Linked DNA regions of Mus musculus: regions 1, 2, 4 and 5 are each linked to region 3. The links are chromatin contacts, called in public HiCAR-type and promoter capture Hi-C maps. All regions are on one chromosome and are shown on one strand. The core of a region is the stretch at or near the end of the contact, and the rest is flanking DNA. Distances in the headings are between cores, read along the strand shown. Region 1 holds the start of Tsr2 (TSR2 20S rRNA accumulation). Region 2 holds the start of Fgd1 (FYVE, RhoGEF and PH domain containing 1). Region 3 holds the start of Huwe1 (HECT, UBA and WWE domain containing 1). Region 4 holds the start of Maged2 (melanoma antigen, family D, 2). Region 5 holds the start of Gnl3l (guanine nucleotide binding protein-like 3 (nucleolar)-like).

Region 1 (5,413 bases), core at 630-3,129, 710 kb after region 3:
TTAGGTGTCATTTTATTGCTGTGTGTTCCTTTAGCAGAACAAATGCTTCCTTTGCTAACTGTTCCTTTTTCTAAATGCTTACAGAGCTTAATGTGTTCTCTAAACGCTTGTAGTTAAATCTCATTAACTTTGCTTATCATATATCATAATGATCCTAACAATCAGATAACACTGGATGATCATATCACAATGCTGGCTTATCCTGAACCTCTTTCCTGCAGTGTAATCAAAGGCCTGGCTTTACCTGAAGGAGGACAGAACTCCTCAGACTGCTGAGGGCAGTGGTGGGCTGTATCTCCCCCATGGGCTCTTTCTAAATATTTACAGCTCAAACATTTTTGTTGCAAGCTAAAAATGTGTCCCCTAAGTACTTCAGCTACAACACTCAAGGTTCATTTCATAGTGTTTTCCAATTTCCCTTTGTTTTTGTCCTTTGACCTATTTCCATAAAATAGAGTCCATAAGGTTACACAAATTTATGGATTTCACATGTTTCTTTCTCTTACTAATTTCTAATTTTGCTTTGCAGTCTTTCTTTTTTTTTTTTTTTTCTTTTGTGGTCTTGGGATGAAACTCCAGGACCCCAGTATGCTGGCAAGGTAGATAGAAACATTATCAGCCCTTAGTCCTTAAAACATACTAAACGCTGTTGTGTGGAATACTACATGGTGTGTCTTGGAGAATGTTCTTGTGAACTTCAGAAAAATCTATATTCTGTGCTAAGTGTGGTGGTGTGTGATTAGTCCTAGAATTTAGGAGAGTGTGGTAAGAGTCCAATACCAGACATGGCTACACAGTGGAAACTGAAGTTCCTAGAGAAAAGAACAGGTACATCTGTATGGACCGTTCTATAGGACCAAATGACGGAGCTTTGTGGTTGGGGTGAGTAAAAATGTTACAGAGGAGAGACAAATGACCTTGAGCTACTTTTAATCCCATTGAAAACAATTCCTTGTCTTCCCTTGAATCTGAACGAGAAATCTCGTGGTTATCACAACTTTTCAAATACATACTTAACAGCGAGCATCTATGAATCCAAAAGCTAAGAATGTCATCAGACAGTATCTGAAACCTAAGCAGAAATTTCCTCATCCCACTACCTGTAGTCTCTATCAATAGATTTAGTAAATGCTTTGACTTAGGACTTTCTTTGTTCTGTAACTACTAAAATGTCATTTGACCACTTCCACAAAAGAAAATATCTTTCTGGACAACCTGAATCCTGGACATGGTCACTCATATTTGACTCAAGAATGAATTGTTGGAGCTGGAGAGATGGATCAGCGGTTAAGAGCACTGACTGCTCTTCCTAGAGGTCCTGAGCTGAGTTCAAGTCCCAGAAACCACATGGTGGCTCAAAACCATCTGCAATTGGATCCGATGCCCTCTTCTGAGGTGTCTCTGAAGACAGTGACAGTGTACTCACATATATAAAATAATTATTTTTAAAAAATTAAAATTACATTTATTTATTGTGTGTGGGAGTGCCTGCGCCTGTGAATGCCGTGTAACACATGTGGAGGTGAGAGGAAATTGCAGAAATCGGTTCTCTAGTTCCATCCTGTAGGGCTCAGGGACTGAACTCAGTTCTTCAGGCTTGGAGGCAATTGCCTTTATCTGCTGAGCCTCGCAAATGTAGGTTTTCTCGCCCTCGCTATTCTTTTCTCCTTTCCTCTTTATTTCAGCTATGCTTCCTAAGTACTCTGCTCCAGGTTCTCCTTTAATTATTAGGATTTACTGTGGTAAGTGGTAGCATCTACCACTGATGGCGTTTCCCACTGTTCTGGTCTTGCTGCCAGCCAGATTGGCAGAAAACTAAACCACGTTCTGAGAATCGGCTTTTGGCTCCTTTTGCCTGGTGAGGTCGCCCTAGCGATTGGGCTGCCTGGGAGCCACGTGATCTAAACGGATGATGGCGGGCGCCGCTGAAGATGTGCGTGTGCTCTTCGGAGCTGCAGTCCGAGCTGCGCTGGAGGCTTGGCCTGCTTTACAGGTAAGTGAGGTCCTGGCGGGGGGTCACGATTAAGGCTGTGACAAAATAGAAGTTGACCAGGCGAGGCGCCAGAGCCATGGCTGGGCGGTGTAAGCGGCAGACTCCCAGGCCCCGGCAGGCCACGCCGTTCTGGTTTCCATGCTGTCATGGTTGGCTTGGGCCTGTGTTCACAGATCGCTGTGGAGAATGGCTTCGGGGGCGTGCACAGCCAGGAGAAGGCCGAGTGGCTAGGGGGTGCAGTGGAGGATTACTTCATCGCCAATGGTGAGTGAATGTGAGGTGTTGCTGTCTGTCGCAGTGTGGCGTGGCAGAGCCTCGACGTAGAGAGCCCGCGTTTGATGAATGAATCGTGACTTTGAGATCAGAATTGTGTCTTTAGAGTGCCTTAGAGGCAATGACACTCAAATGCTATTATGCTGGAGAACGCATTTTGCCTTCCAGAGAGTCATTTTCCTACTTTCTAAAATGGTTATGGAAAGATCCGACGAAAAGAACTATTCGAGTCATATCTTGTAACTTAAAATTGCTGGATGAGGGGTGGGGGACAGCTCCGTGGACAAAGGCCAACAAGCATAACAGTCCGAATTTCATAGCTGGGACAACATGGAAGGAGAGAACTGGTACACGCTTAAGGTGTCCTCTGATTCTCCCTACACAAGTAAATATAATTTTAAAATTGTTGGGTGAGGAGTGTAGCCCAGTGGTAGAGCACTTTCCTAGTCTGCTCGTGTCCCTGGGCTCCAACCCTGGTGCCACCAAAACTAAAAGCAGTACCTCTGATAAATAAAAGGCAGCCAGGCCCTGTGGTGCAGGCATGTACTCTCATATTCCTGATGCAAAAGGACCTCAAGTTCAGATTCACCACAACCTTGTCTCATAATAAAAATAATATAAAGACTTGGAGATATAGCTCAATGGAAGTGCTTGCTTACTACACACATGTGAGGCTCTACACTACTCATACTACCACAAATGAATAAATGAATGAAAGAAGCAAATATTATAGTGTTATTAAATTCATATCCAAGGTCTAGCATATGGGCCATGTTTGTGATTCTAGCACCAGGGAGACGGAGACAGGGGAATTGCTCTAAGTTTCAAGCTCCATATCCCCAAGTTGTCCTTATGATAAAAGAAGGGGCTGGAGAAATGTTCAGCTGTTAAAAGTGCGTCCTGCTCTTCCTAACCTGAGTTGGGTTCTCAGCTCACAACCACCTGTAACTCCAGCGCCAGAGGATCCAAAATGTTCCTCATCTGTACACATGTGCATGCACATACATGTAATTAACAAATAAGTAACACAGGGCTGAAAGGATGGCTCAGCAGTTAAGAGCATTTGTTCTTGCATTGGACCTCGGTTCCGTTCCCAGCACCTACATGGTATCTCATAGTTATCTATGACTCCAGTTCCAGGGGTTCTGATATCATCTTTCTGTCCTTATCTGGGCACCAGGTACACACAGTGCACACACAGGCAATCAAAACAACATGCACATGAAATAAATACAACAAAAATCCTCTTCCAAAATATTTTAGTATGTCATAAGAATTAAGCATTTTTCACTTTTAGTATTAAATTTCACAATCTGGAGTTTATTTATTTATTTAGGTTTTTCAAGACAGAGTTTCTCTGTGTAGCCCTGGCTGCCCTGGAACTCACTCTGTAGACCAGGCTGGCCTTGAACTCAGAAATCCACCTGCCTCTGCCTCCAGAGTGCTGGGATTAAAGGCGTGCGCCACCACGCCCGGCACAATCTGGAATTTTAAAAGTCTTAGTACGTCTCATTTGTGACCAGCCACATTCTAAGTGCTTGTGCTCGATAAGCACATGCTGCTGCTTCTACACAAAAGTTCTACACTTCCATTTTGTCTTGGTGGGGTATAAAAGAACAAGAGGACTTAGAGTATTGCATGCTGTTTTTTTTTAACTCTTCATTAACATCCTAGGTTTTTTTAAAGATTATTTTATTTATATGAGTACACTGTAGCTGTCTTCAGACACACCAGAAGAGGACATCAGATCCCTTTACAGATGGTTGTGAGCCGCCATGGGGTTGCTGGGATTTGAACTCAGGACCTTTGGAAGAGCAGTTGGTGCTCTTAACCACTGAGCCATCTCTCCAGCCCCCAATATCCTAGTTTTGAGGATGGTATTAGGCAGATTCACAGCTCAACATTTACAATCTAGTGAGTGATTTCAGGTAAGTAAATGAATAGTTAAAATACTGGGTGGTGTGTGTTATGCTAAAGAGGAGCTCAGAATTCTTCAGTTAACTGAGCCTGAGGAGAAGCCTTTTTGATTTGATTTTTGTTTTTTGGGTTTTTTTTTTTTTTTTTTTTTTTTGAGACAGGGTTTCGCTATGTAGCACTGACTATTCTAGAACTCTTCTGTTGACCAGGCTGGCCTCAGACTCCGAGATCTACCTGTCTCTTGTCTCCCAAGTGCTGGGATTAAAGGTGTGCGCGCCACCACTGGTCAGTAAGAGGCCTTCTTAAGAGTAGCGATTAGAGTGAGGCCTAAGGAATGAAAAGGGGGAAACTAGGTAGAGATGATAAAGCATGTACTCAAAGGAGTTAAGTGCATTATATTAAGGGGATGGAAGAGTGGTAGAGAATGGTGTGTGTGTGTGTGTGTGTGTGTGTGTGTGTGTGTGTACAGAGACACTGACTAAAGGGTAAGAGATAAAAGGCCTTCTGTGACTTTGCTTATAGAGATAGAAAGCCAGTGTCTGTAAAATTCAAGCTATAAAAGACTTGTCTCGTTAGATATTCAATGAAGAAAATGTTTCTCCAGTCAAATTATAGAAGCTTTTTTCTTCCAGCTGCTATTTTATTCCTAGTAGTAGTAGTAGTAATTGGAGACAGTATCTCCTTCTATAGCTCAGGCTGCCATGGAATTTATGTTCCTCATGCCTCATTTTCCTGAGTGCAGGGTTATATAGGTGTGTGCCATCAGTCCTGACTCTGTTTTCCATTAGCTTTTTATGGAGATCTTCCCGTAAAACTCAGCAAAATTGAGCTGGGAATGTAACACAATTGGTAGAGTATTTATCTAACATAAGAGGTCCAGGGTTCAATCCCTAGAGCCACATTAACCAGGCATAGTGATTCATGCCTGTAATCTTAGCACTGGGAGGTGAAGGAAGGAGGATAATCAATTACCAGGAGGAATTCCAGGCTAACCCTGTATTATATAGTGAGTTTGATGCTAGCCTGGGCTACATACCTGTTATAAAAACAAAACCCTGAAACTCAGCAAAATATTTCCTAAAGGCAAGCTTCACAATAGGTGATAAAATTCATGAGCAGGTTCTAAGGTAAGTAAGTAGTGTTTGCTAGCTAGAAAATTCAGAAAGTAGTTAGTATAGAAAATAATGTCTAGGGGGCTGGTGAGATGGCTCAGTGGGTAAGAGCACCCGA
Region 2 (5,419 bases), core at 1,705-4,204, 760 kb after region 3:
AACCCTATTTTGAAAAACAAAAGGGGGGAGGGGTGTAAACTAAAAGATACCACTCAAGCCATTACAGAGGCAAGGACTTAGCTGGGGGCAGGGGTGGGGGGGGGGGAGACAGGATCCTGAAAACAACACTATTGGTTGAGGAGAAGAGGGGGATGGTCTGGGAAGGGAACTCTGCTTTGGAATTTGGAAGAACTGGTGGAGTAGAAAAGCTTGCTCATTATCAACCCTATGTTGACTAGAGAGGGCAGAGACCAAGGGTCAAGACCTTCCTAGCTTTGTCTCCCAGACCAAGAGTATTTGCTGGGTGGGAGCTCGGAGTCCTCTTAGGCAATAGTTACAGAGGGCCTACTATGCGTTCCCTTACCATCCATCGAGACACTGAGTACCTGCCACGTGTTAGGCACTACATCAGTCCCTTAGGTATACAAGGTAAAACAAAACAGACTCAGCCCCCTCGCCCTCGAGGAGCTCACTTTCTGGTGGCAAATGAGCCGCAATAAACAAGTAGACACATACAAGAGGGCACTTTCAGACTGTATTAAATGTAAGGATAGACACACACTGGCAGCTGTGATGGAGATTCACAAGAGGCCCTACTTAAAGTGGTCAGGGAAGGTCTCTCAGAGGGGACATTTGAGCTGAGACCAGAAAGATGAGGAGCAAGCCAGGTGGAGGGCTGAGGGAAGAGCTAACAGGCAGAAGGCAAAGCAAATGCAGACTGCAGTGGGAGAGCTCTGGCTGTTTAGGGATTTGAAGGGAGGAGCTAAGATCAAGTATGTATGTATGTATGTATGTATGTATGTATGTATGAGTAGCATGTGTCCAGGGGAGTTTGGGAAGCCAGCAGAAGCAACAAGCAGGGCAGAGCATTAAAGAGTGTCAGCTGCCTATCTCCAGTTCACAAGGGGGTGAGGGGGGGCAGCGCCTGAAATCTCCCAGAGGTTCCATAACTATCCAAAGAAGAGACAGCAGAGAGAGGCGTATTCTGCCCATGTTTTATGCTTCACCAACTGTTCCTACTACCTGGTCCTGAGCCACAGTCCTAGTGATCTGTGGAAGGTGAGCTATGAGCCCTGGAAGCTGCTAAAAGCTCACCACCTCCTTCAGTCCCAGTGAAGATAGGGCAGATCCATACACTGTTCTTCCTTCAAGGCTCCCAGACTCAGGCCCACGTGAGAATATCCTAGAGGCTCTGCTAGGCTGCTCAGATACTCAGGACTATGAAAAGGCCCATCGGGGTCTGTGGCCCCAGCCTGACCTAGAGTTGTTCCACCACACTGCAAACCCAAGCAACCATCCTGATGATTTTTCCAAACAATCTCCTGGCCCAGCAGCTCTCCCTTCTGACCTCTCTGTCCTATTCCTTCGTACCAGCAGCGCCTTCAGCCCCTTCCTCCAGGCTCAGCTCCACCTTTCTCTCTCATCAATACCCCCTACCTCTTCCTCCCCTTGTCCTGTGGCCACACACACCTAGCAGAAGCACAATCTAGGATCAGTCCACCATCTCCCTCTCTCTTTTGCTCATACTTTCGGGCTACTGAGTCGTATAAGGGGAAATCACATAAGGAGAAAGCTTGCATTACTCTCCAGCTTCAGTTTGGGGAAGCGGGAAGACCACAGATTTTGGACTCTGATCTGTTTTTAAATCCAGGCACCATAATGACAGTGTGACCTTGGACAAGTTACTTCTCAAAGCCTCAGTCTGCACCCCTAAAAATGTAATTGATGATATCCACTTCACAGATGGCTCCTGAAGCTGAAACAAAAACCCTTGTAAAAGTACCCAGTTCAGTGCCATGCACAAATGTAGTCACTTAGCTAATGGGAGACTTCTTTTCTCCTATTCCAACCACATCCCCATTGCTGCCCTGAAATCCTGCCCCCTTTTCTTGGAGTGCTTCCTCTCCTGTTAGCCTCAACAGTTAGAAGAGAAAGGAGTCTTAAGGCTTGAGGGCGCAAGGGACAGATAAGAGCAAGGGGCAAAGGCTGAAAGGACTGGACCGAATACTGCAGGAGGTGGGGGTAGGGGTTGAGGGGACCCAAGGGGCTAGGGTGAGCATGTCGGCTCCAAGTCCTAGAACAAGAACCCGTTCCCGGTACCAGGCCCGTGGCCCAGGTTCCCATGCTGTCTGGATCACTCACCAGGCCGAGGCTGCGAGCCCTCCAGGTGGTAGGAGAAGCGCAGGGCCCGGTGGTGCTGAGGACTAGGGCCGCAGGGTAAGACCCGGGAGCTTGGAGGCGCTCCCAGGCTGGCATCCGAGGGTCCAACAAACTGAGGATCCAAAGGGCCTCCAAGAGCCGTGCCTGAGCCCCTGCTCACCGGCAGCCCGGGTTCCAAGGCTCCAGGGTCCGAGTCGGCACAGGCCAGCGGAGCGGCACCGGGGGTATTTGCCGCTGAGCGTTCGGGATCCGAAGGCCCAGGGCCCCCCGGGACTCGGTGGCCATGCATGGTCCGGGCCTGGGCGCGGGGCCCGGGCTCCCCGCTTGGCTCCAGTTCCTGGGGCGGAGGCGCGGGCGGAGAAGGCCCGGCGCCCGGCGGAGCAGCGGCCTCAGGCTCGGGGGGCGGGGCTGCGGGCTCAGCCCCACTGCGGAGACTCGAGCCCCCGACCCGGGCTCCGGCCAGCAGCCGTGGCGGCAGCAGCAGCAGCAGCCGCGGCCACCGCCGTTGCCGCGCCAGGCATCGCCAGCCCTGGCCCCAAGCGGGGAGTGGGCTCGGCGGGGCCGGGGGCCCGCTGGGGAGCGCTGTCTATGCGGCTGCGGCTAGGCGAGGGTCGGGGGCTGCGCTAGGCACGAGCTCTCCTAATAGATGACCAGTCACTTCCGTAGCCGGGGGCGAGCGGCCAGCCGGATCCCACCGAGGGGGGTCTCTTTCTCCCGGAATGAGAATCGACCTGGGTTCTCTGGGCTAGTCGGGAAGGGTTCTTCCTCCCGCCGCAGCGGAGGCTGGGGGCGGAGGAGAGGGGAGGGGGAGAGGAGAGGAAGGAGGGAAGAGAGGACGGCCGCGGCCGGGAGGCGCGCGTGTGCGCCGCGCTCTCCGGCTGCGAGGCTTGCCTTCGGGCAGTCCTCCGGAACGATGCTCCAGCCGTGCGGGCGGAGGACCGGGCTGGACCGGGCTTCTCCGCCTTCGTCCTGGGTCTGCACCGCGGCAGGCGGGAAGAGCCCTGGGAACTGGGGGATGGGGAGGCGCGAGCCGTTGCTGAGACAGCCGCAGCCACCGCGGCGCTGAGACCCAGTTATTGGAGCCCCGCCCCCTCGTCGGGATTTGAGCTTGGCCACGCCCCCTCGCTAGGGCCAGTTTCACCTCTAACTGCTAGGAGCTTAAGGCCCTCCTTCTGCTGGCCCTTCAGCTTTCCTTCCCATCCTTCCTTGGTCCCACAGAGGCGAGTCTCTGGGCCCAATTTCCGAAATCGACCCTTCCGTCGCATCTCATGCCTTCTTCCGCTCTCCCATCACACTCTTTCCCAGAAGCCTTTCCACATGTCCCAGAGTTAAGCTAGGCTTGGCACGTAGCGATCCTTTAGTACTTATTTTCTCAGACCAGATCTCATGGCCCTTTACTTTTCCACTCTTTTTGTCGCGGTCCCTTGTTTTGTCCGTTACCCGGCTGGCAGCAACCCAAAACTGAACCAGTCCAACTGTTTGCCTTTTTTTCCATGCTTGTGCCCAGGCAGCTGAACACTACTGGGTAACACTACAATTTTCCACATTTGTGTCATGATAAACCCTCATTTCCCAGCTTCTACAAGTCCCTCAGAACTGACCCGACACCCTACTAGTAGTCAACTTTCTTTTCTGTTTCACCCCCATTGCCTAGATAACTCTCATCCATGGTGGCCATATCAAATCTAGTCTCCCCAAGATCTTGATTTGTGCCCCCAACTCCGTCCCACGGTACTTAGCTGATAAGCCCATGTCCTACTTACATGGAGTGAACAGAAGACGCCAGAAGAAAGGTCTGGAATTCTTAGCAACAGACCTCTGAGTTCGTTCCGAGTCCCTTCGCTCTGGGCTTTAAACAGTCAGGTATCTTCTCCCATCTAAAAAAACAAGCACCAAAAGTTATCTCTCTTCTCTTTTTACAGATGACTCAAGACTTGCTCATAGTCAAGTGTCCCATTTCCTACCTCCCACTTATCTTTAACCCTGCTACAACTCACCTCTACTACTTCTTCCAAGCTATTTTTCTTATCAAGGTCTTCCATAGCTTACGTTACTAAACCGAAAAGAATCTCTTTAGAGGTCATCCTACTTGGACTTGCTAGCATTCAGGTAGCACCAGTGACCTCTCCCTTCTCCTGAAATTGCTTCCCTATGACATATCATGCTTATTTTTCTCCTTTTTCCTTTTCAGTTTCCTCCTCGTCTTAGTAGTGTTCTTGGGAGCTTTGGCCTGAGCTCTGTCTTCCCACGCACTCTCTCTGGTCTTTCCCTCAATATCTCATTTGCTTCTATGGCTTCAATTATTACTTCTTTGATAGTTACTCTAAAATACTTCAAATCAAAACATTTTTCCTGGCCCAGACATTCAGCTGGTTAGAAAACAACATTGTTTGAAAATCCTAGAGAAACCTAGAATCTCTGTTCTTTCCCAACTCAAGAAATCCTCTCTCAATGAGCTGTACCTTACCTAAGTGAAGGATCTTGGTCAAAGTAGAGATCTAAGCTATACCCTGGCTCTTTTCTCTCTCTCTCTCTTCTACACCTCCCCCCCCCATGCAATTGCCAAGTCTTCCTATCATCTACAGGACCATCTCCATCATCTACTTATACAGTCTCATTTCCATTGCCACTCGCTGGTGTAGGCTAGTACAGCTTCTAATCTGCAATACCTTCACAGCTCTCCTGTTTCAGTCTTGTTCTCTGGAATCTATTCTTAACTATTTTTCATTATCATGTATCAAACCCAAAGCCTCAGGCAAGACAGGCAAGTGTTCACTGAGTCCTGGAATCTATTCTCTATATTGTAGGCAGTCTGTATTATTACTATTTTTTGAGACAAGCTCTCACTGTGTAGCCTAGGCAGGCCTTGAATTTATAATCCCTCTGTGGTTGCCTCCTGAGTGATGAGACTAAGGGCATATACTACCACATCTGGCAAGTCTATGTCTTTCAAAATCAAATATCATTCACAAGTTTAGAATCTTCCAAGTCCCCAAAGGTTCAAAAGAAAATTTACCTTCCTTAACATTAGAGGTTTGGCAGGGCTCTTTATGATCTGGTGAGATCTCAATCAGCCTTTCTAAACCTAATGCTTGAGTCAAAGTTGAAAAATTGTAAGACTGTTCCTTGGTCTATCCAGCCTCTGAAGGCTTTTTTAACCTTAATTTTTAAAATTCTTTGACAATTCCATCCATATGACCTCTGGAGGTTTTGGGTTGTTGTTCTCTTTTGCTTCTTTGGGTTTTTTTTTAGCGGCAGG
Region 3 (5,403 bases), core at 409-2,908:
GAAACACGTGATAGGGAATTAATTGTCTATAATAGAAGTGATTTGAGGAGAAAGGAAGTAAATTTAAATTTAAAAGGAGCGTGACTGTTTTAGGGGTAAAACTCCTGGAGGAAGGAAAAGGTACTGGGGGTCGACACCTTGCTAGGGGATTCAGCTCCTGGGGGTGGGAGGAAGAGCAGTTAAGAGAGAAATATAAGGATTAAGAAGTGAGACTTAGTTCTTAAATGTTGGTTAGCTGTAACAAAACAAAAAGATATACAGACCAGCAGACTACAGAAACATAGGCGGGAAAGGGGGCGGGTCCCAGAGCTTGTAGCGTGGAAGGGGTTGGAAAGGCAAAGTTTCACCTAGTGGGGGCACGAAGGAGACCACTAAGACTGCAATTATCCGACCACTGACCCGTTTATTGTTCTGCCCAAGTATGGTCTCAAAACATTCAAAGTTGAAGAAATCAGTACGCTGTCCCCGCGTCAGGGATAAACAAGCAAGAGGACCTAGGAAAATGGAAGGTTACTGCTGATCCATCCACAAAGATGGAGTAAATGCAGGGAATAAGATAAGCTCTTTTAACATCTGCGCCAAAAGCACCACGGAAGGACATGGGACAGGGTAGATGATTCAGGCTAGGCTCTAAATTAGGACTACAGAGGAGGAGTGATAGGATTTTTTTTAACTTCTCCCCTTAATAATGCATCCCGATATTCACGTAGCTGAGCGATTTGACAGGGAGACAGAATTTGGGAAAGGGAAGGTACTCTAATGACTCTACAGATTGACCTCTCAAACCTTAGCCCGAAAGCCGCGGGAGCAGGGAAGCAGAGCCCACCTCGGATCAAGAAAAACTAGGGGTTTCATATGGGTCGCTGCAAGGGCTGAGAAGCAGCAAGCGCGCAATAATTATGAGAACAATCTTAGGTGCGTCCCTCTCTCCCACTTTTTAATCTAATCCCCAGCCCACTACCCAATGAACTATGGACTCCCTCCCGCACTTCCCAACCCGCCCACTGCGACGACGAAAACAGAGGCGAAGAGCGATTGGTGGGGCAAAGGCAGGCCCACACGAGGCAGAGGCCGGGGGAAATGGTGTCGCTTTAACCGGTAAGAAACAGGATGGTCTTCAGCTCAGGAAGGATTTACCGGCACCACGACGTTTCGCCATTCGTCATCTCCTTAACGTCTGGTACCTGAGAAGCGTCACAAACGCGGATAGCTAACCCCTTGGTACCGTGTAAGAGCAAGACAGGCAGCCGCCGCCGCCGCCATCTTAACAGGCGGCCCGACCCTAGTCACTGCCCCCCCACCCCCAAGGTATCTCCGCCACCGCCGGCGAATCCCCACGAGGACGTAACCCTGCTCCCGCGAGAACTCACCGGCTAAGAACGGCAGCACCAGAAGACGCTGCTCGCGCCTCCGCAGCTCCTGCACTCAGTAGCCAACCTCGGCCGCCGCCTTCGCGTGATCCCAGGAGAACCTCCACCGGACCAGGAAAAACTGAGCCCAGCCCGTCCCAACCCTCGCTTGCCACCAAACCCCAAATCGCCACCGCTCCGCTCTCACCCCACGCGAAGCGAAAAGCAAATGACGCACAACCTCACGGAGCACTACGGGGCGGAGCCAGCATGCCGCCGCCGGCTCCCGCATGCGCCGTAGGAACTATCGCGATATTACGTTCAGCCTCGCCGAGACCTTCGTAATTCACCGCAGGAGACCGCCCGCGCCTCGCCTTTAGGAAACATGAGATCTCGCGAGACCAGGTGCACGCTCCTAAAAAGGAGAAAGGCGGAGCTTCGTGAAAATGACTGGGAGTTTTTTCGGGGAAAGGGAGGAAGCTCTCGTCCTTTAGGGATCTCGCTTACCACGAGGTTTCCGACCCACTGCGGAGCTTGCTACCAAACCTCGCGATGACACAGCTCAGCGCCAAATCTCGGCCATGTCTTGAAAACTACCTCCGCCCCCGATTTAGGTGTCTGGAGCCTGCCTAGTGCTTAAAAAGTCAACCTGTTTATTCTCACGCTTCCAGCAGGGCTGTACCAATTAGCCAAACTCCATTCCGAAAGCGAAAAGAATGGGTTCCCATTGTTACCTGCCTCGAGGAATAACGTGCTAGTCTTAACTAACGCATAAAAGATGTTCAATTTACAATAAACACACAAATGCAAATGGAAACAATGACACACCAGTTTTTGTGCTCAAAACATGGGGGGAAAAATCTAAAGACCTCTAATATCCATACTTCTTCCTTCGCCGCACTGCAGGCTAACCTGAATCCATCTTTTCACTAAAAGCTCATATCATTAGTTCTACCTCCGGAGTCACCAGTTTTAAATATTGAGGCTTTCCTTACCTTATAACAAAAAAGACCCAATAAAGTGGTTTTCTCCAAACAAAGGCGTCTGCCCTCAAAAGCAAATTCAAGCTTGGGGTGGGGAGAAAGGCGCTTGGAGATTTTAATATGGCAGTTTTTGCATGTCTAACCAACAATGTTTCTCCAATAAATCGGGATCCAGTCTGGCCCGTTTGTGAGCTTTTCCATTCTAATCCATTGTTCTGTCTATTCTAATTTAAACATGCTTCCTTCAGAGTACAGTTTAATTGTACAAGCACCCCCATCTTTAAAAACATTTTCTTGGTTATTCTTAGCCATCCCCCCCTCATAAACTTTAGAATCGTCAAGTTCCAAAAACTTAGTATATTTATTGGAATTGCATCAACTGCTTGAATCAATATAGAAAAATGAATATCGTTACAGAATAGAGGCTTCCTATGCAGAAGCCTGATATTCCTTCTCCATTTATGCAAACGTTCTTCCATTGTATTCCTGAAAGTTTTATAGTTTACTTCCAGATATTTTTATTTTTCTTGAAATTTAGAGTGGGGGGGTTGGTATTAAAATTTCAAAATGTTTATTGCTTATATACAAGACTGTTCATATTTAACTACTGACTTTTGTAATTAGAAAAATGAAAATATGCTCAAACAGCAGTAAAATGAAAGCAACGACATGTGATTTTTTACTGTATAACTGAAAAGATATAAAGATAAGTAACAATTCATGTTGGCATAGCTATGGAAAAATAGGCAATATCGTACTACGTTGGAGAGTGTAAATTATTATGGCCTTTGGGGAAGGAGATTTAGATAAATCTATCAAGATTTGAAATACATACACGTTTTGATTCTGCTATTACTTCTCGAAGAATTTCTCCTACAGGAATACCTTCGTACATGTGCACGAAACATACACAAGCCCATTCATTACTTGCAATAGCCCCCTCTCCCCCAAAGAAAACAAGCTAGTGTACAACAATCAGGAAACGGTTAAATAAACTGTAGTCCAAGCATACAATATAGCTATGTAAAAATGGGACACAATTGAATGCTGTGATATACTAAGATACATAAAATAGTTTTAAAAATTAATGCAATGAAACAAAATGAATGTGTGTCCTGCAGCACCATACATATCAGAACACACACACACACACACACACACACACATACATATCAGGACACATGCACGCGCACGCGCGCGCGCCTAGTAGTGACCATGAAGCTTGCCTGCTCGCCCCTCACCTTCCTTTTCCTCTTGAAGCCGCCTTCCTCCAACCCTTAAGAGAAAAACTGAAGGCTGGGCCTTTACTTCTTTTCTAGGGCCACTAGGCCAGGGCCAATGCCGGTACCTCGCATCCCCACTGTTGGCCGCTCTCTTGCGCGCTGTTCGCTGCTTCCCCGCTGTCCTGCTGTCCCCAAAGATGCAGCTAGCTCTCTGCTGGAGGCCGCAGAGGACTGGGGGAGGGGAGAGGAGGAGGGGTTCGAGGAAGGCTGCTGCTACCGCCAGTCTGGCCCTTCAGCAGCCTTTCCCAAAGGCTCTCCAAAGCGGCTACCTCCGAGCCTCAGAGCCAGATCCCGTGGGAACTGCCCCCTACCTCGAGGAGTCTAAAACCGCCCCGTCCCCCCAGGTCCCGGAAGAGGGGAGGGGGGAACTAAGCTCACCTCCGCCGCAGGGGCTTGGCGAGGCCTGCAACAGTGTGCAGGGTCTGAGGCCAGTAGCAATCTTGTCCCCCCCCCCCAGCCCCCTCCCTCGCCCTCGGCTTACAAAGCCCCCCCCACCCCCACGGCTGCACAGCTCACACTGGATATAAGGCTCCTCCTACCACGCGATTAGCCCCGCCTCTGTCCCTTGAGAGGGCGCTCCTGCTCCCTTGGTGGTATATTTTACTCACCTAAGGGAGACCTTGCTGGAGCTACTCATGGTCCAATAAATGCCACCATAGAGGATAGTAGGATCACTAAGGAACTGGAATTTGATTGCTCTACAATGAAAATCCCTGAAGGGATAAAACTTGATATGCATTTTAAAAATTAAGGAACGGGGAGTATAAGAGGGCAAGATGACACACATTGTGGAGGGCCAGAATAAAGGATGAGAAGCACCGTGCAAATCTACAAAGGCACATAGTCCTCCCTCAAACATTTCTCCTTTGTATTAGGTGGGGTGGTACTATGATTGGAGGACTCCATAAACTGTAGATACATTTGTAAATGTATAGAAATAAAAATGACCTGGTGGGAAATGACCCTATTAATTGGTATTTGTCTGGGATAGAGAATGAAATTGGAGAGTAAAAGGATGGGGGAAAGGGCATTGATTTGCAACTCTGAATGCTTCAATAAGGTTTGAATTTTAACAAATGAATTAATTTGATTTTCAAAACAAAAATGAAAAGATGTTAGTGAAAGAACCCTTGAGACATTCATTCCACGTTACAGAATGGTGGTTCAAACCCTGAATTGGGAATCTGCTTAATGGAACCACTCCCTCCCTCCATGTGCAGTTTTCTGTACAACCTAAGAAGATGCACAGAGGGCCCTTTGAGGTAGTCTCATTGTATATTCTTAACAAAGGTGTATTTCGTGAATGAGTGTTACTCCATTGTAAGGCTGATTATTTAACTAATGTCCTATGTTTAGGTCTTATTATTATTTTTAAAAACAGACTTGGTTTTTATCATAGCAAACATTGGAAAGGAGCAGCCATGGTTCTGTGCCATCCATCCATGGCCTTGGCTTCCAAAAGGGCTACAAGATAATCAGGACAAGCATCTCAACTTTGAGCAGTAACTGATCAGACAGCTATGTATCTTTGCTTGATAAAATAGCATCTGAGAAGTGGTCCAGGGACTTTTATTTCCAACAGCAGCCACTTTCAGATCATAAGGATGGATCTCCCTAAGTTTCTTGAGTAGCTGACATCCATTTGGACCCAAATAGCTTGTCTTGCAACTTCTGAGTTCTTGGTTGGCTTCTGATTTCTCAGTAGACCCCTGTCACCCTGGGCCAGCTCCTTGTCTTATAGAATTTCATAACTGGCAAGAACTTTCTTAAAGGAGAGGACCCCTGGAT
Region 4 (5,464 bases), core at 2,320-4,819, 990 kb after region 3:
GGAGATAGACGGAGAGGGAGGAAAGAGAGGAAGAGAGGGAGAGGGAGAGAGAGTGGGAGAGGGAAGAGAGAAGAGAGAGGGAAAGGGAGAGAGAGGGAAAGGGAGGAGAGGAAGGGGGAGAGGAGAGGGAGGAAGAGGGAGAGAGAGGGAGAAGAAGAGAGAGGGAGAAGAGGGAGACAGAGAGAGAGTAGAAGAAGGAGGAGGAGGAGGGGGAGGGGGAGGGGGGAGGGGAAGGGGGCAGGGGGAGGGGAAGGGGGAGGGGGAGGGGAGGGGAAGGGGGCAGGGGGAGGGGAAGGGGGAGAGGGAGAGGGAGAGGGAAGAGAGGGGTAGGGAAAAGGAGAGACTGAAATGGAAAGACTATCAATAAGGGTAGAGGAAAAGTCCCACCAAGCATGAGGCATGGGGCTTTCCCTAGTACTGAGAAAGGATGTGGTGTCTGAAGGAGAAAGTCTGATGACCAATTTGTAACCTGCTATGCTGTGCAGCTTAGGTGACAGAAGGAATAATAAGTAGCTCTGGAAGGACTCTTTCTTTTTTCTTTTTCTTTTTCTTTCTTTCTTTTTTTTTGCCACTCTTTCCAGAACCTTCTCTGAATTTAGGGGAAGAAGGTTTTGCTAGGCAGGATTGGTGGTAAGGATATTCTGCACACCCTCTTTCAGCTTCAGGTGTCCTGTAATATAATTACCCCTGCATAAGCCAGTTTCATCCAGGCGTTCTATGCTAAGCAGTATTTAGCCAGGGTTCTTTATTTCCTTAATTGAAACATCTAAAGGTAATTCAGCTTTTCATGTTTTCCCTATGCTGGTATGTGGGACCTATGTAATCACAGGAACTTTCTCTTTTATTTAAAAATTTTTTTTATTACACATTGTGTGTTGGTGTGCATACATGTGCATGTGTGTGCGGCCCACGTGCGCGCGCACACACACAAACACACACACTGTGGTGCACATTTGGAAGTCAGAAGACAACTTTCTACCATCCATTCTGCCTTTCCACCATATGGGACTCTGGGCTCAAACTCAGACCATCAGGCTCTATGGGAAGAGCATGTGCCCGCTGACCATAATCCCCGGTTTTTTTGTTTTGTTTTGTTTTGTTATTTTTTTCCTGATTGTCTATGGTCATTGCAAACAGGCCTAGGGCATAATGACTTGGGCTTTTCAGATTCTGTAGACTAATGCTGATGATCAAAAGATTCTACAGTTCATAAGAAGAAAATGAAAGAAATTTTCCTTAGTCAAACAGTAAAGATTTTTTTAACTAATTGGTTTTTCTCTTCAGATAAGGTTGCCTCTCAAGGTCCTAAGATAAGGATATTTATGCCATTGTGTTAGGAAGGAAGTAAAAGAGAGGAAGGGCATTGCCCGGCTGATGAACATGAATTGAGCTTACTTCATTAAATTCAATAGTATGCAAGGTTCTAATTCTGTTCCTCCAGAGACCACAAGTGAATCAACATGGAGTTCTAAATGTTAGAAATTGTTAACAGAGCACACAGAAAGCAGTTTCATGGGAAGAAGTTCCTAGGTGAGAGAACACATCTTCTGATAGTAAAGTGTGTTGTTTAACTGGTATATGGGCAACTAGATATAATTTTCAGAAGAAAAAGGTTGGCAAATAGAGATAGGTGTTTCTTGAAAATCCACTCACTGTCATGAATACCAATATGACACTGAGAACCACCAGGAAACTGGGGCACAGTGTAGACTCGAAAATACAATGGCTGAATGAGGCATACATGTTTCTCATTAAAGGAAATTCAGCAAAGTTGTCAGGAATTAAGTTCTTGTTATTTACTGCACTACTACCCTAAAGTATACAAGTGCCAATTTCTAGATTGATACCCTCTACTCGGACCTTTTTCTTGATTCTCAGACAGGCTTATCCAACTGCCAATTTGACATTTCTACCTGGATGTACCACCAGTGCCATAAAATCAATGTTCTTTTCCTTTTTAACTCCATTATTCCATGACTCACTGAAAGGGTCACTATCTGCACTATCTGTTAAAGAAAGATGCCAATATTTGACTATGTTCCTCCTTCCAATCCACCCCTCCACAATCCAATTACTCATCAAGTCCTAGCAGTCCACCCCGCCCCCACCAATCTCCTCACTATCTCCCCTGCTAACACTCTAGGCCAAACCACAAGCACTGCTTGTTTGGATGACTACCAAGGTCATAGCTATGCTCTCTAGTTCCAAGAAGACACTTAATCCCCATACAACACCTAAGATCTTCTAAAACACACACCTACAACATCTATGTGGTGACCAGCTGTAGGGTGCTTTCATAGACCCTCAGGACCCTCAGGTTTGAGAACTTTATTTTCTTGGTATTGGAAGTTTTCCATAAGTTGGATAGGATAGGAATTTGGGGCACCAGAATTGGAAGAAAATGAGAGACTATTCATTTGTGCTCAGCAGAGAGAGCCTAGGAGATAAGAAAGTAGAAGGGTGACATTACAAACTTGGGGGAAGTAACAGTTTATAGGAAATGAAACGAATATATAAACCCGCCTTGATGATGTGTGAAAATGTATGTGAATCAAATTGTCCATAAAGCCATAAGGATTGGCTATCTTTCATTTGTCCAGTATGGGCAAAGGTGACCTCAAGAAGCAGACTTCTGACTATTTGTGTATAAGAAAGATCTTGAATTTTATTTCTATAACTACCGTGAATTATAGTTTATAATAAGCTTTTTCTGGGTCTGCATTCACCTGCTCTATTGCTAATGATATTTTGTCTACTTCTCTTTGTCTTTACATTTTATCTTGTTCTCATGAAGACACCCAGTTGTTTATGTGAATTTATCAGGCAACAGAAGTGCCATTTCAAACTAGTGAAAAACGTTATTGAGGGTGAATCTGTCAATGCCATAATAAAAGTCATTACTTTGTACAGTTAACTTACGCTGAAAATGGTAGTTTTTTCAAATGAATTGAATCAGCAAAACATAATAAAACAACAAAACAGTCCAATATAGACACCAGGATGGTCCTTGTAGCATTGTTTGTAATAGTTCGAAAAGGGGGAAACAACCCAGAAAGTACACGAAGCTGAACTAAGTAAATAAATTATAGGACAGTTATACAAGAAAACATTATACATTTCTAAAAAAACATATGCTAAGGGAAAGAGGTTTGAATATATAACTTGAAAAAAAGCAGTTACAGAACAGTAGGTAACTAGTATAGCCGGTGTAGGGAGAAAGTGCACATAATCAGACTACAAATTAAAAAATTAATGGAGGAATGTCTATCAAAGTACTCAATGTCATGAGTATTTCTGAGGAAGGAGATTAAAGATAGCTTTTAATTTTCTGTTACATATTTCTGCATTTCTCTGGTTTTCACATGACAACACACTACTTTTGTAGTAAGAAAAATAACGATATAAAATAAATAATTTCAATGAATGAATCGTTTTCGTGGGGGCAGTTTGGGTTGGAAGGGCTTCAGACCGAACCTGGTACAGAGGCATAAACATGGGCTTTGGCGTCAGACAGCATTGAGCAGGGCCCCATTGCCCCACCCCCGAGGAAGGGGGCGGGGGGTAGGGGGCTGCGGAAAGGGGCTGGGCTGGGCTGGGCTGTCTGCAGCTCTAGTCCAGGAGGCTGAGACTTCGAGAGGGACTGAGAGGAGCAGGCACACGCATCCCAGACTCACTGGAGGACAAGGTGAGGGAACAACATTGGGCTTTCCTGGTGAGCAGACAGTGGTTCTAACTACCTGAAACCTATAGCTGGGCAGGTGGGCAATTCTTATTTGACCACTATAGCTGGAGCAGAAGTGCTGCATTTGATGCGGTGTGAGAATGAGAACGACCAAGAAAGTAGTAAGCTGTATATGAACTGGACAGCAGAGACTGGCAGAGGTGGAGGGGAGAAAAAGGGGAACTGTGCATGCTTGGAGGAGAAGGAAGAATATGGGGAAATAAGAAGGGGAAGGCGAGATCCAGGGACAAGAATAGGGGATGCAGAGAAGGGTTAAGGGACACTGGGGAGGGGGGTTGCATAGGTAACACAGAGAAGGATGTAAGGAATGGGAAGAGATTTCTGTAGAGTAAATAGGAAATGCGATGGGAAATAGGGAGTCCGGAGTTAGGCAAGGGAATAGGGAGGGGGGGAATAAGGAGTGTTGAGGGGGGAGGGGCAGACGGGCTGGGACGGAGGCCCCCTAGGGAGGCGGAAAGGGGCGGGACCACTTCCGGCCTTTAGTGGGGAGGGCAGTATCTGAGTTTCGGAGGGGCTTGGAGAGAGTGGACACACTCGGGAATTGTAGGAGGACGAGGTAAGTCATGGGCCCCAGCTTTGGATGAGAGCCTGCTAGGGGTCGGCCCCACCCTCTGGGATCTGGAGAAAACCTGCCTTAAGAGCCAAATCTTACCGAATCCATCCAGCTAGGAAGGGAGGGGACTGGACCCCGTTTGGCTGGGCCTAAGATGGAATCACTAGTTCAATCCTGAGTTGAGGAGGGGGTGTTACAGGGAAGGAGCCAAACCAATTTGGGTTTTACCGTTTGGAGGGGGGCGTGTTAGGATAAAGGGCGGGACCTGGAGGCTCTGTGAAATTGATAGGGTGGTTGTGAGTAGGGGAGGGGCTAGGACCACCAGACACTGCGACAATTTGGATGGAAGGTTTGTTGGGGAGGGGGCGGGGCTGAACAGCATTGCGGACCTGGAGAGGGGCGTGTATAGGAGTTGGGTGCTGGACTGAGACCGTGGACATTGCGCATGCGCTTTATGTATAGCTAGAAAGGGGCGTGTTGAGAAGGGCTCGCAGAGACTGGGCCAGCTGCTGAATGCGCATGTGCACGGTGGACTTCAAAGAACGGGTTTGTACTGGGAAAGCAGGCGGGGTTGAAAGGGCGCTGCAGAAGACGCGCATGCGCACTCTAAGCCTGCGGCTGGGGGGGGGTGCGCTGGGAAAAGGGGGCGGGGTCCTCAGAGCTGCCGCGCTGGCACATCTTCCTGGAGGAGGGGAGGGTGCGGCTGCAGAGAACTGAGACCTAGAGACAGAATTTCTGTATCTGAGCACCTACTGGTTGGGGCTCCGGGAGGGGCTGGGCTTTGGGGCCCTAAAGAAGGTGAGGATCAGCTTCTAGGCAGAACAAGGGATACGACGTTCAGCGGGCTCTCCACTTGACCCAGGCCTTCTCTTTGAACTCAGCTTTGCTAGGTGAACTTGAGACATGTCTGACACAAGCGAGAGTGGTGCAGATCCAGCTCGCTCTCAGGTAAGACCGATACCCCCCCCCCCCCTTTCTTGCTGCTTGCCTTTCAAGCCCCTTTTGCTGCCCTAAATCCTTGGAGCTTCTCCTCCCATCCTTGTCATTCTCCACCCACTTCTTTGCCTGGGTGCATCCCCTCTCCCCAGTGGAGGGGAGGCCAAGAGGAAGGGAGAGAGGGTGGGCGGGCCCTTGGTTCTGTCATTACTTTTTAACTGGGAAGCCTGTTT
Region 5 (5,627 bases), core at 124-2,623, 790 kb after region 3:
GTTTCTATGAGAGTTCAAAGATGAACTGTCATTTCTCTGAGGAGTCCTCTCTCCTGTGGTGATGAAGCCACATTAAGAACTATAGTGTACAGGGACTGGAGAGATGGCTCAGCAGTTAGGAGAGCCTGTTGCTTTTGCCGGCGACCTGAGCTCAGCAGCAAGCTTTCACATGCAGATGGCTCACAACCATCAGCAACTCCAGATTCAGAGGATCCAAAGCATCCTTCTGCTCTCCACATGCATCAGGAAGGTATATGGTGCACATACATACACACACACATAACAGCAAACTCACAAACTAGAACAAATCTACAAAAAATTTAAGAAAAAAACCTACTACAGTGTAGTATTGTGATAAAGGATGCTGTGATTCTTACTCAACTGGGAGTCATAAAAACGCTGGTATTAGAAATTTCATAGAGCTACAATAGGTAAATAGAGCCTGTAAATACTATGGCTACTTTGGGGGTCCAGAAGAATCTGGGGTCTAGAGAGAAAGGTAGCAGCCAATCCTGTACTATAAGGGGAGGGAGAGCAAAAGGGCTTGTTTTCAGCAGGAATGAGTTGCAGATGAAGAACACACGTTCTGGGTGGTTGCCTTACCTAGCCCAACCCCCACCCTTAAGGTTTAGACTTGAGGAGAGGGAAAGGACTGGAAGTAAATGACCAGGAAGGAATTAAATTAATAGTTACGCTTTTTGGAGGGTTATCTCACTTCCCAGTCAAGTCAGAAGTTTCCTGAAATGGTTATTAAAGACACCCTTACCTACCCTCGCTTTAGAGATAGGTTTATTTTCTGCAGACACAGGAATCATACATGAGGGAGAAGAGGGTAAACCGGTGAGTGACAATTCCAAAGAGTTTCGGTTGCTGCTCCCGGCTGAGCCTTGCTATGCTTTAGAGTCCCGTGAGACTGGAAAGCTGCTGAAAACAGCGAACTCATTTCAGGTGGGATATACGCAGCCAAATAGACACGTGATTCCGGCGGCCATTTTCTCGCACCCGGTCTGTCGCCATCTTCCAGGAGGACAAACTATTGCCCCCTACCCTCATCTAATGCTGCCAGTGATTACTTTGGTAACAGACTAGAGAAGATACATCCTTAACCCTAGCCAGGAAGCCGCACAAAAGAGTTCGTCTTACAAATAGCTTTTGTGGCCACATGAGTATACACACACACACACACACACACACACACACACAAACAAGACACAGATACACACAACTGCCCCCCCTCCCATCGCCAGGCTCCCGCCCCCCTCTTCGCTATTTCTTTACCCGCCGGCAGCCAGGAGGCGGGGCCAGCGTGGGAGCGGGGGCGGGACTGTGCGGCGCAGCAATTATATCGAAACTCCGCCCTTGCGTCTTACGCAAATTAGGCGGAGCAAAGAGCTGGGCTGGGATCCGGAAGTCTGGGCGGAGCCTAGCTGCGCACTCCTGGACTGGCGACGTTGTGCTTCTAACAGCTCTCCGAGGTCCCTGCCGGAAGTGTAGGTAAGAGACTACTCTCTTTTTTTTCGTGGTGAGTGCTCACCAGGCCAGCAGTATAGTAAAGATTGTTTTTTTAAAGGTGAAACCAGAGATGCTCGCCATCCTGGACTAGAGAGGTGAAAAGCTGGCTCTCTTGTAAAGTAGAAGGGCCTGGAAGAGGGATACGGATAGCTCCACATGTGGCGATGCGCTGAACTGCATTCTGGCGGCCTCCTAGAGAGGCTCTAAAGATGCATCCTGGCTATGTAGAGAGGCACTGACCATGCGTATGAGACAAAATGTCGGTTGCCCTCCGCCTTTCAGGATATTTGGGCGTCATTTCGCATTACTGCCATTTCTCCCATGTAGACAGACGCCCCCATCCATGTGTGAGAAGGTCTATTACGTTTATACTTTCATTGCGTAATGGAGACAGGTGTGTCGACCCATCAAATGGTGGATGATATCATCCCTGCCCTATAAGAAAATAATTTCCAATACAAGGTTGAGCAGGCCGACTTCTGGCTTATTAAGGCATAGGTCTTTAACGGGGCTTGTCCATCTCCATACTGCGATAGGGGAGCTCAGAATTGTGTAATATCTAGAGGAAGAGAGCTCCTAACGTAGAGACCCACCCTTCTCATGTTTACCCTTGTAACCAGTCACCAGACACCATCAGCCCTCAAAATCATTGGAGACAGAGACTTATGGGCAACCACACAGATTTACCCCTCCCCCTTCATTATGGAAAATTAGACCCCCATAGCTACCCCATAAAGAATTGCTGTTTTTCTGACGGTAGTAAAGGCCCACCCAAACTGGCTTACAGTACCTGGGAACAGACTTTAGTCCACTGAGATAATGCTATGCCTCTCAAGTAGACCCTCAGGGTAGAGAAACTCAGGTTTATTTTCTTCCCTTTTGAGGTAGAGACAGAACCCCACCCTCCAAATGATTTATAATCACCAGATTGACCAAGAGAGGGGGCATCTGAGCAGTAGAGATGCAGACAACTCCCCCCTCCCATTTAGCCCAGAAAGCCAGTGATATCACTGATCATCCTACAATGCAGTGCATTCGAAATCTCTCCTCATCCATAGAATAGGAGCTCAGATTTTCTCTACTTTTAAAATTGTATTTATTTATGTATATGAATGCTCTATTTATTTACATGTGCACCTGTATGACAGAAGAGGACATCGGATTCCACGATAGATGGCTGTGAGCTACTATATAGTTGCTGGGAATTGAACTCAGGACCTCTGGAAGAACAGGCAGTGCTCTTAACTGCTCTTAACCACTGAGCCATCTCTCCAGCCTCTTAATTTTTGTTGTTGATTTTTTTTAAAATTTATTACGTATTTTCCTCAATTACATTTCCAATGCTATCCCAAAAGTCCCCCATACCCCCCCCACTTCTCTCCCCCCCCCACTCCCATTTTTTTGGCCCTGGCGTTCCCCTGTACTGGGGAATATAAAGTTTGTTTGTCCAATGTGCCTCTCTTTCCAGTGATGGCCGACCAGGCCATCTTTTGATACATATGTAGCTAGAGTCAAGAGCTCCGGGGTACTGGTTAGTTTATAATGTTGTTGAAGCTACAGGGTTGCAGATCTCTTTAGCTCCTTGGATACTTTCTCTAGCTCCTCCATTGGGGGCCCTGTGATCCATCCAGTAGCTGACTGTGAGCATCCACTTATGTGTTTGCTAGGCCCCGGTGTTGTTGATTTTTTTTTTTGAGACAGTTTTTTTTTTTTTTTTTGTGGGGTGTGTGTGTCCTGGAAATCTCTCTGTAGACTAGGCTGGCCTTGAACTCAGAGATCTGCCAGCCTTTGCCTCCTGAGTGCTGGGATTAAAAGTATGCATCACAACTGCCAGATATTTCTTCTCACCTAAGGTAAAATGAGAGATGCACACTTCCCAAGGGAGGAGCAAATTCATTGAGTTTATAATTGCATGGCCTTATGCCTTGTTTTTTACTCTCATAGAGAACCAGAAGCCGGGCGTGGTGGCCCACGCCTTTAATCCCAGCACTTGGGAGGCAGAGTCAGGCAGATTTCTGAGTTCAAGGCCAGCCTGGTCTACAGAGTGAGTTCCAGGATAGCCAGAGCTACACAGAGAAACCCTGTCTCGAAAAAAAACAAAAAAAAAAAAAAGAAAAAAAAAAGAAAAAAAAGAAAACCAGAGGCCCTATTCCCTTCAATACTAATGTGCTGTTGACTTCAATCCACATGAAATCTATACACATCATTCTAGTCTTCTAGTCCACCACCTATGGAAGGATTCAGAATAGCTTCCATCAGGCAAAAGTGTGTGGACCCTACTCATTCAAAGCTGCCCACTTTCCTTCATACTACCTCATCATGGAAATAAGCATAGCAGCTTTGCCCCTCCTTGACAGATGAGTAATGAGACCCAGGCTCTATCTTCCCCAACAATTACAAATTGCGTGGACTAGTGTCCTCCCGTGTAGCAGAGACGCACATAGAGACATAGCCACTGTGCCGGATTCTTTAGTCAGTGACCCAAGAACAGAGGAACAAATGACATGTCCTTCCTCTTGCCAGGGTGCAGACCCTATCCACATAGGCAGGTGAGATGCCCCTGCACCGCCTCCTGACATTAGCATTGACTTCAATCTGTGCAGCCGAAAGTAAGGATTCTGAGGACCTATTTCTCCAGGATTGACTCCCGGGATTTGTTTCCTTCCCCCTCTTGAAGGGTAGATGACATGCAGAAGCTCCCTTCAAAAAGCACACTATCACTCCTCTTCACTGATGAAACATATTATCTGTTCTTCCCAGTGTGGAGGTGTTTAGCACCAGTCTTTTACCTGGGATATGATACTACAAGTACCCACTTGTATCAATTATTGTATCAATAATTGTATTGGAGGCATGGACTCCATCCAGGAAGAAAGGTTCTGATCTATTTCTTTCTTCGAGTGATATAATACTGCTTTCCTTGTGTCTGCTAAGCCATATTAGGCCCTAGATCCAGAATAGTATTCTCCCAATTTCCCAATTGTTTAGAGCTTCCCGATCATGTTCTGTGACATTTTATTTTGCCTTTCCAGGGCTTAAAGGAGAGTTGTGGTTCCTAGGTCTGTCTTCAAATTCCTGCTTCTGTTCCAACAGGAAGAAGCAGACAGATTTGAACATCTCTGTTTCCAGCTTCTCTGATCATCATGATGAAGATTAGACACAGTGAGTTTCTTCTACTAGTCTCTTCAAAGCCTATACATTTAATAGTCATAGTATTTTTCACAACAACTTTGCTGTCTTGTTTATTTATTTATGGGAGGTTGGCCTTGAACTTGCTATGTAGCTGAGTCTGGTCTTGAACTCTTTTTCTCCCCAAGACAAGAGTTTAATTGTGTGGCCCTGGCTGCCTTGGAACTTGATATGTAGGCTAGGCTGGCCTCAAACTCAGAGATCCACCTGCCTCTGCCTCCCAGTGCTGGGATTACAGGCGTGTTCCATCATATGTGGTTGCTTTTTTTTTTTTTGAGGCTAGCCTCAAGCTCTTTTAAGTACTCCATTGTGGCCTCAAACTCCCTTACCATCCTGCTTCAGTCTCTCAAGTATTGGGACTGTAGGAGTGTGTTGCTGTGCTCAGCTCACAACTTCAAAACTACTCAGTATGTTCCTGCTCTCTCAGTCTGGGTCTTTTACATATGATATCTTTGATAGTCTCATGATTTCTTGTAGTTCTTTCTCCCGTTCTTGTTTTATAAATAGGAAAATGGAGACTCAGCAAGGTTAAGTGACTGAATCTGAGGTAAACAGCAGTTAATATCATGTGATGCTGCATAGTAGGCCCTAACATCTGTCTTTAGAACTTAGACCTTCGGGGCCTAGCAAACACAGAAGTGGATGCTCACAGCCAGCTAATGGATGGATCACAGGGCTCCCAATGGAGGAGCTAGAGAAAGAACCCAAGGAGCTAAAGAGATCTGCAACCCTATAGGTGGAACAACATTATGAACTAACCAGTACCCCGGAGCTCTTGACTCTAGCTGCATATGTATCAAAAGATGGCCTAGTCGGCCATCACTGGAAAGAGAGGCCCATTGGAAACGCAAACTTTGTATGCCCCAATACAGGGGAACGCCAGGGCCAAAAAGGGGGAGTGGGTGGGTTGGGGAGTGGGGGTGGGT

What was found. Promoter capture Hi-C pulls out the DNA fragments that hold promoters and counts their contacts. HiCAR-type assays count read pairs that join an accessible place to other places.
Region 1: a promoter capture Hi-C map of 3T3-L1-derived adipocytes shows a contact between it and region 3, with 5 times the contacts expected there. The contact joins the promoter of Tsr2 here to the promoter of Huwe1 in region 3. A contact is called at or near these places in 9 of 39 promoter capture datasets (the 3T3-L1 cell line, 3T3-L1-derived adipocytes, the HPC-7 cell line and 6 more), 1 of 484 Hi-C or Micro-C datasets (CD4 T cells) and 5 of 115 datasets of contacts at active chromatin or transcription factors (astrocytes, embryonic stem cells, forebrain and 1 more).
Region 2: a promoter capture Hi-C map of second pharyngeal arch cranial neural crest shows a contact between it and region 3, with 2.6 times the contacts expected there. The contact joins the promoter of Fgd1 here to the promoter of Huwe1 in region 3. A contact is called at or near these places in 11 of 39 promoter capture datasets (the 3T3-L1 cell line, 3T3-L1-derived adipocytes, HPC-7-derived erythroid cells and 6 more), 2 of 484 Hi-C or Micro-C datasets (embryonic fibroblasts and nephron progenitors) and 4 of 115 datasets of contacts at active chromatin or transcription factors (astrocytes, cardiomyocytes, embryonic stem cells and 1 more).
Region 4: a promoter capture Hi-C map of pre-B cells shows a contact between it and region 3. The contact joins the promoter of Maged2 here to the promoter of Huwe1 in region 3. A contact is called at or near these places in 5 of 39 promoter capture datasets (cranial neural crest, frontonasal cranial neural crest, liver and 2 more), 2 of 484 Hi-C or Micro-C datasets (CD4 T cells and Th1 cells) and 1 of 115 datasets of contacts at active chromatin or transcription factors (astrocytes).
Region 5: a HiCAR-type map of astrocytes shows a contact between it and region 3, with 4 times the contacts expected there. The contact joins the promoter of Gnl3l here to the promoter of Huwe1 in region 3. A contact is called at or near these places in 4 of 39 promoter capture datasets (the C10 cell line, hippocampal neurons, liver and 1 more), 6 of 484 Hi-C or Micro-C datasets (B cells, CD4 T cells, CD8 T cells and 3 more), 7 of 115 datasets of contacts at active chromatin or transcription factors (astrocytes, embryonic limb bud, extraembryonic endoderm stem cells and 4 more) and 2 of 9 other capture datasets (adipose tissue and liver).

What each region holds. Positions count from the first base shown.
Region 1 is chrX:151,093,009-151,098,421 of GRCm38.p6, reverse strand. It overlaps Tsr2 (TSR2 20S rRNA accumulation), which reads left to right and starts at 1,879. Exons shown (of 5, transcript NM_001164578.1): 1 at 1,879-1,993; 2 at 2,167-2,257. The coding sequence starts at 1,910.
Region 2 is chrX:151,044,705-151,050,123 of GRCm38.p6, reverse strand. Fgd1 (FYVE, RhoGEF and PH domain containing 1) reads right to left here and starts at 2,954. Exons shown (of 18, transcript NM_008001.4): 1 at 2,143-2,954. The coding sequence starts at 2,449. Gm46690 (a long non-coding RNA gene) reads left to right here and starts at 4,032. Exons shown (of 2, transcript XR_001782846.2): 1 at 4,032-5,419.
Region 3 is chrX:151,799,537-151,804,939 of GRCm38.p6, reverse strand. Huwe1 (HECT, UBA and WWE domain containing 1) reads right to left here and starts at 1,658. Exons shown (of 83, transcript NM_021523.4): 1 at 1,371-1,658. It also overlaps the pseudogene Gm18498.
Region 4 is chrX:150,812,450-150,817,913 of GRCm38.p6, reverse strand. It overlaps Maged2 (melanoma antigen, family D, 2), which reads left to right and starts at 3,569. Exons shown (of 13, transcript NM_030700.3): 1 at 3,569-3,685; 2 at 5,177-5,243. The coding sequence starts at 5,199.
Region 5 is chrX:151,013,068-151,018,694 of GRCm38.p6, reverse strand. Gnl3l (guanine nucleotide binding protein-like 3 (nucleolar)-like) reads left to right here and starts at 1,373. Exons shown (of 16, transcript NM_198110.2): 1 at 1,373-1,494; 2 at 4,606-4,674. The coding sequence starts at 4,656.